Linked DNA regions of Rattus norvegicus: region 2 is linked to region 1. A link is a contact called in public Hi-C data. All regions are on one chromosome and are shown on one strand. Each heading gives the region's core, a stretch centred on a gene start, on an enhancer-like site or on the middle of the called end of the contact. The rest is flanking DNA. Distances are from core to core; before and after follow the strand shown. Region 1 holds the start of Nbl1 (NBL1, DAN family BMP antagonist). Region 2 holds the start of Slc66a1 (solute carrier family 66 member 1).

Region 1 (3,058 bases), core at 306-2,805:
CAAGCTTTGGCTGTAAAATGGCCTACACAAGCTACAATGTAGCAAGGGTGGTTTCTGGAGTGCATGGTCCTCCAAACCTTAGCTTCATACTGTATAACTTTTTGATGAACTACTTAAGTTGTCTCTGAGCTCTCTGCATTTATTAAATGGGGGATAACACTAAAACAAAATGAAGGGTCCTACCCTCAGGGGATTGATGGAGGAGATCATAAAGAGAGATTAGCAGGAACAGATGTATCCCAGACTGCAAGATCACTCCTGGAAGAGGAGGAAGTGTATGTCACCCGAGGATCTTGGGAAAGCTTTCTAGCTGGTAGATGAAGGATGTGTTGAAAGGGAGATGAAGGAAAAATTCTAGTCGGAGGAACAGCACAGCTGGGGTGAAGAGCAGATTGCCTGGGGCAGCCATGGTGTGGCCGTTAGCCCACTAGGAGGCCTCTTTGCCACTCCCCACTCTCCATGCTTGACCACTTGGAGACATCAGATGGGCAGGGCTGAGTGCAACTGAATGGCTTAATAAATGGGCTCATGGGGTTGGGGATTTAGCTCAGTGGTAGAGCGCTTGCCTAGCAAGCACAAGGCCCTGGGTTCGGTCCCCAGCTCCGAAAAAAGAGAAAAAGAAGAAAAATAAATAAATAAATGGGCTCATATAACAGACACAGATAGATCCCCAAGTCTCACAATTCTTTTTGATGGTGCCCCAGTCTATCACCTTCAAGAAACAGAGAAGGCCCACTACCTTCTTCCTCTTCTTCATAGGCTGGCCTGGAACTTGCTATTTTAGTTGACCTTTCGTGGATACTGCTAGACCCAGTTTATGGGATGCTGGGGAATAGAGGCCAGGGTTTCCTGCATGATGGGTAAGCACTCTGCCAACTGAACTACAGCACCGATCCAGAGCTCTCTTCTTACTAGGATGGACCAGGCTACCCCAGTGCAATCCACCTTATTGGGTTTAGGTAGCTAATCCCTCCCTGAAAGGAACTGCACTGTCTTCTCTTCAAGGAACCAGAGTGAGTCGGGTTTGGCCTCTCAGATCTTTCTCTGGATGCTCCAGCTAAGTTGTTTCGAGGCAACTGAAAGTCAAGAGGCAAGAACACAGAACAGATCAGAACCCAACCTTCTGAGGGAAGATCGGGCACTGCTTCGGATGGGTTCCTGGTGTTGGAACCCCCAATAGGCTGGAGCGCCACTCCCAGCCCGCGTCCAAGGCCAGGCTCCCACTCCAAGGATTCCAAAGGTCCACTATTGTCACTCCAAGGCATGGCAAGACCTGACAACCTAGAAAAGCCAGGCGGAGTAAAACCAAAGCCTGGGAAGCGGCCGGGCGCCTGGCTCGTGCCCTTTCATTTCTGTCCTGGCCGTCGGGGGTGCAGGGCCCATGGCCCCGGCACCCCTGCTCGCGCGCGGAGGGAGCGGCCCTCGCTCGCTCGCTTGCTCGCCCGCCCGCCCTGCCCGCGCGATCCCTCCCCTCGCCGCCGCTGCCCCCGCCCTCGCTCCCTATTTGGAACTGAGACACCCTGACGTCGGAGGCGCTCGGCCCGCCGCTCCCCCGCGCCTCGCGCCCGCCCGGGGCCGCAGACGGCCAGCAGCGAAGCACAGCCGAGCCTCGCGGGGCCGTCCCAGCCCGAGGACCTCGGGCCTGCGACCCCCGCGGCTCGCATCCCACTTTCTAAGACCTCTAAGAGGACGCGCCGCGCTCTTCGCGGCCGCCGCGCGCGGTAAGTCTCGCCCGGGCCCGCACGCCGGAGCGGGGTAGCTGGGGTCCCTTTGCTTCTGCGACCTGCAGTGTCCCCTGAGCCCAGCAGTTTCTCTCCACTCCCCGCCAGCCCGCGACCTCTGCGTTGCGCAGCTCGGCGGCCAGCCCGGAGCCTCCGATCGCCCGCGCTCCGGACGTGGGCGCGGCTCCCGAGTGGCCAGGGGCACCGGCGGCGTCCGGAGCCGGTCGCCAGCCGCGCCCCGGGGCTCCGTTTCTTGTAGGAGTTTCACCGCCAAGACTGAGAGTAGGAGGGAGAGCGTCGCCCGGCAGGCGCCGGGCAGCGCTGGGACACTGGACTCACGCGTCCTCTGGATCTATCCTGGTCCCTTCGTAGCTGCTGCTCAATCGGTCCCTGTCTCCCATCCACAGGTCTCTGGCTCTCCATCGCTCCATTTCCGCCCCCATGCTCTCTTAGTTCTGTCCCTCCCGCTGTCCCTTTCGCCCCGTTTTTCACTTTCTCTGAGCTTGTGTCTCTGCTTTCGTGTTGTCTCTCTGTTTTCCCTCGGTCGCGGAGAACCACCCTGACCTCCTCTCTCCAAATCATAGTATCCTGCCCCAGCTTCCGAGGCGCGGTCCCCCAGCTGGGCTCGTGGAGAGTTCCTCTGGCACTACAAAAGACCCCAAATCCTCCTCTTCCCTGCTCCAAAGTCTGGCCGGTGTCACCCACCCCCACTTGCAGGGGCAGAGAGGGAGAGAGAGAGAACAAGCGGGAGCGCCCGCCTGCCTGAGCTAGCTGGCGTTTCCAGCGGGTAGAGCCTTGTAAGCATTCCACCCCAGTGAGGCAGTGTTCACCGCAGGGTTCTGCTGCCGGCCACCTGCCCTCCAGCCGGCTCTGGCTCCCGGGCTAGGCGATGTTCTTTTACAAGCGTCACTAAAGGGGGCAGCTGCTTGCCTTGGCCAGGCTGGGGGGTGGGGGTGGGGATGGGGGGCATCAAGAGAGAAAGCCACATTTGCAGGCTTTCCAAGGCCCTTGCCCAGCTGGAAGCCACCAGCCTGAAACTCGGAACACCCCAGGAAAACAGCCCGCTGGCACAGACTGAGAGTGGGGAAGTAAGTTGTCAACAGGCAGCCCCCCACTCTTTGTCACTGAGCAGCCAGCCTCCCGAGACTCCCACGGATGCTGGAACCATTTGGGCGGGTTTGCCTTGACTTAGAGCCAAAGAAGAGACAAGGCTGGGGCGTTTCCTTGGTGACCCCCCAACCCCCACCCCTCTCCACCCTTCCCTGAAAAGCCAGACCTCTCTCCTGGGCCTGTGTGTTGGAGGGGTAGACAGGGGAGTGGATGCTGTGTCCTAGCCA
Region 2 (3,109 bases), core at 434-2,933, 220 kb before region 1:
CGAAGCGTTCTTTTTGTAAACTTTCGCTACAGGTAAAACCTGAGGACTTTGGCCCAGTGAGTCCTCAAACCCAAAGCAGGACTGGGCTAAAGAAGAGGGTTTGGGAGGAGAAAAAACAAAATGTTTTTTATCAAGAGAGTCATCCAGGAGAACTGACTCTATCTACTGCGTTCAGTTGAGAGATCTGCACATTTAAGTCCCTCTATCTCTACCCCATTGTGAGTCTAACGTACCCTCTGCACAGGAACCGGGGAACCTCAGGACGGGGGGCGGGTGTAGGGGGGGGAGTGAAGCCTCTTTATCTATCGGGCACCCTCCTGATACTCTACAAGTTTCAAGCAAATGAAGGACGGTTCCCCTCCCCTTCCACCACGGGACATGCGACGTGCGCCGCTAATCACCCTGCCCCACACATGCATTCCGCACCGCTCGAACTCCATCTTCCAACAGCTAAGACTTCAAGCCCGTGGTGCACCTTTCTCTTGCTCTCTCCACTCTGCACAGTGATACCTACACTGTGAGTCCATCCTCAGTGCTCTGACTTTTGCCTACTGCTCTCCCCGGAGCCTCCCCAACCGAAGTTCCTTTCTGCACTCCTCAGCAATCACGATTTCAGTCTTCCCCGTCAGACTTTTAACTCTCCGTGGAGAAATCACTTCTCCCACTGTAGCCTACAGAGAGCTACAGAGTTTGCCATTGTAAGACCTGGCACAGAGAGTGGGCGCAAAGGTCGAAATGCCCTCTCCTGATTCCTCCTTTCCACCCCTGCTCCTAGCTGGGCCCCAGGCATTGTTGCCACAGGTCTCCTTGAGATTCACAGGTACTGTCAACAGCACGGGACAAAGTCTAGTCCTAGTCCGGATCAAAGACCGGAATGTAAGCGTGCTCCTGGAGCGCAGGGGTGGTGAGGGCAAGAGGGGATGACACGAACACGAAGCCTGGTGGGGGCGGGGGTTGGGGTGGTAGGAGGGAAGGCTATGGGCAACTGTTGGTTGGAAGGGGGGACTGCGGTAGGAAGTAGAGTCAGAGCAGGCTCAACAGAAGGGAGTTCCACGCACCCGCCCCGTAGCTGCAACTCTAGAAGCTTCTAAGGAGAGGCGGGACAAAGTTCAGTTAATTAGTTCAGGACTCCAGTAGCCTTGGGAGCTCGGGGTAGACAAGGCTGTGGACACCGGAGCTTAGGAAACTTCTGGGTGCAGACCCTGGCCGGTGCACGCCGGGTGCGAGCACTGGCTCGGCTCTACTCTGTGCGGGGGAAGACCGGGTGCAGCGGTTACCTGTGCAGTCGCCGCTGCCCAGCCCGAGCCCCAGGCTGCCCAGGATGCTTTCGGACTGGCCGTCGCAATACATGAAGGCGGTGTCCAGCTCGTTGAGGCCGCGCTCCAGGAAGGCGCGTACGGTCGCAGCGCTAGCACTCGCATCCATGCGGCGCCCCATCTCCATGGTGCCCAGCACCGTACCGGGCCGGAGAGGGGCGCCAGAGACGGCGCGGGGTGCCGGAGACCGGGACATGGCGAGAGGACGCGCGACCGAAGGCCCAGAGCGCCACGCGCAGCGTACAGCAGCGCGGCTCACCGCTCGGGACACTGCACGCAACATGAAGACTGCGCTTGCGCGCTCGAAGCCTCAAGCTCCGCCCACAGCGCGGGGTGGGCGGGGCGTCGCAGAGGTCAGCTGACCCCGGCGGGCTCCGATCCTGAAGCTGAGAGCGGCTGTGGATCTTTGAGCTGGTGAGAATGAAGGGGGCTGGCGGCAGGTCCGGGCTTGGGGTCGGGACGGCAGGCGCACCCAGCCAAGTCTTTCCTACACCCTCTTCCAGCTCTGCACGGTCCCCGGCGCTGGTCCCCTCCTGGGGAGCCGGATCCTGGGTCTCAGCCCGGTCTGGCCAGGGATCCGATCCGGGACGGCCCCACTTCTCACCTGCGGGTCCCTCTCTTCCGGCCTCTTGGCTTTCCTGGACTGGGCGGCCTTGTTTTCCTTGCTCTGGGCGGGGGCCTCGCGGCGCTTGCCCCAGCTGCTGCCCTGTCATTATCCCTCCGAACCCGCAGAGTCACCGGAAGGAGTTAGGTTTGGAGGCCTGGAATGGGTAGGATCCCGGAGCCATTGAGCTCTCTTGCTTGACACATTCTCCCCAGCTCTGCAGGTAGGGGGGCCAGAGTCCACGCCAAGCTCACGGCAGGGTTTCAAGGAAGGTTGGTTAAAAATGTGCGCACGCACTGGGGAGGTAGAGGCAGGCGGATATCTGAGTTCAAGGCCAGCCTGGTCCATAGAGCTAATTTCAGGGCAGCCAGGGCTACACGAGAAACCCTGTCTCAAACAACCCCATCCCCACCGGCCCCGAAAAGAAACAAAGAAGTGTGTAGTTTCAGGTCTTGTTCACTTCGTGTATACTCCATGCCATGTGATCCAGGGGACTACAGCAAGAACAGATTACTGTTGACTGTGCTAGATGGGCTTTGCTGGGAAGCACCTCCCTGGCTGTGCTTGGAGTTGGAGAGGAAATAGGTGTTGTAGGAGATTGCCTCCCTGGTCAGCCTTTCTGGAGAATGTTATTAGCCCCAGTTCATAGACAGGGTCAGACAGGCAGACTCGCAGAAGGAGTCCAATAGGATGTGTGTCGGATAAACGAGAAGGCTTCTTAGGGTACAGTCTTACCTAGACTGCAAATTGGGGTGCCAGGTATTGCTCCCCAAATTGGCTATGCCACTATCATCCGCACCAGCCACTAAGACCAGGAAAGAACCTTCCATCTATCCTATGTCCCATGCTGGAGCTACCACAGTAAGCTAGCCAGTGACCGGAGGCACCCTTACCCCGACCCGCTGGCTGAGTCTGGGCGCCTGAGAGGCTGACTTAGGACTGAGAGTCTGGGTGTCCTGAAGAAACGAGCTGACTTGCTTCCTCTCCCTGCCCTGCTCACTGCAAGCTCAGCAGTCCGGATCCAGCCTAAGCTTTGTGAAGAGTCCAGGCCTCACTGGCCTAAGTAGGAACTAAGGTAAGGGAATGAGTCTGCCGCCTGGATGAGGAAACGCCCTCTTAGCTTGGTGACAAAAGGGGAAGCCTGGGCCATGGCAGCCTCTAGTCAAGCCTCTCCCATGGGGGTTTGACT

What was found. Hi-C and Micro-C count contacts between places; a contact is called where the count stands out from the background.
Region 2: a Hi-C map of liver shows a contact between it and region 1, with 2.7 times the contacts expected there. The contact joins the promoter of Slc66a1 here to the promoter of Nbl1 in region 1. A contact is called at or near these places in 2 of 12 Hi-C or Micro-C datasets (liver and psoas muscle).

The regions. Positions count from the first base shown.
Region 1 is chr5:156,611,679-156,614,736 of GRCr8, reverse strand. Nbl1 (NBL1, DAN family BMP antagonist) reads left to right here and starts at 1,555. Exons shown (of 4, transcript NM_031609.2): 1 at 1,555-1,721.
Region 2 is chr5:156,834,047-156,837,155 of GRCr8, reverse strand. Slc66a1 (solute carrier family 66 member 1) reads left to right here and starts at 1,683. Exons shown (of 9, transcript NM_001399233.1): 1 at 1,683-1,730. Akr7a2 (aldo-keto reductase family 7, member A2) reads right to left here and starts at 1,567. Exons shown (of 7, transcript NM_134407.2): 1 at 1,278-1,567. The coding sequence starts at 1,512.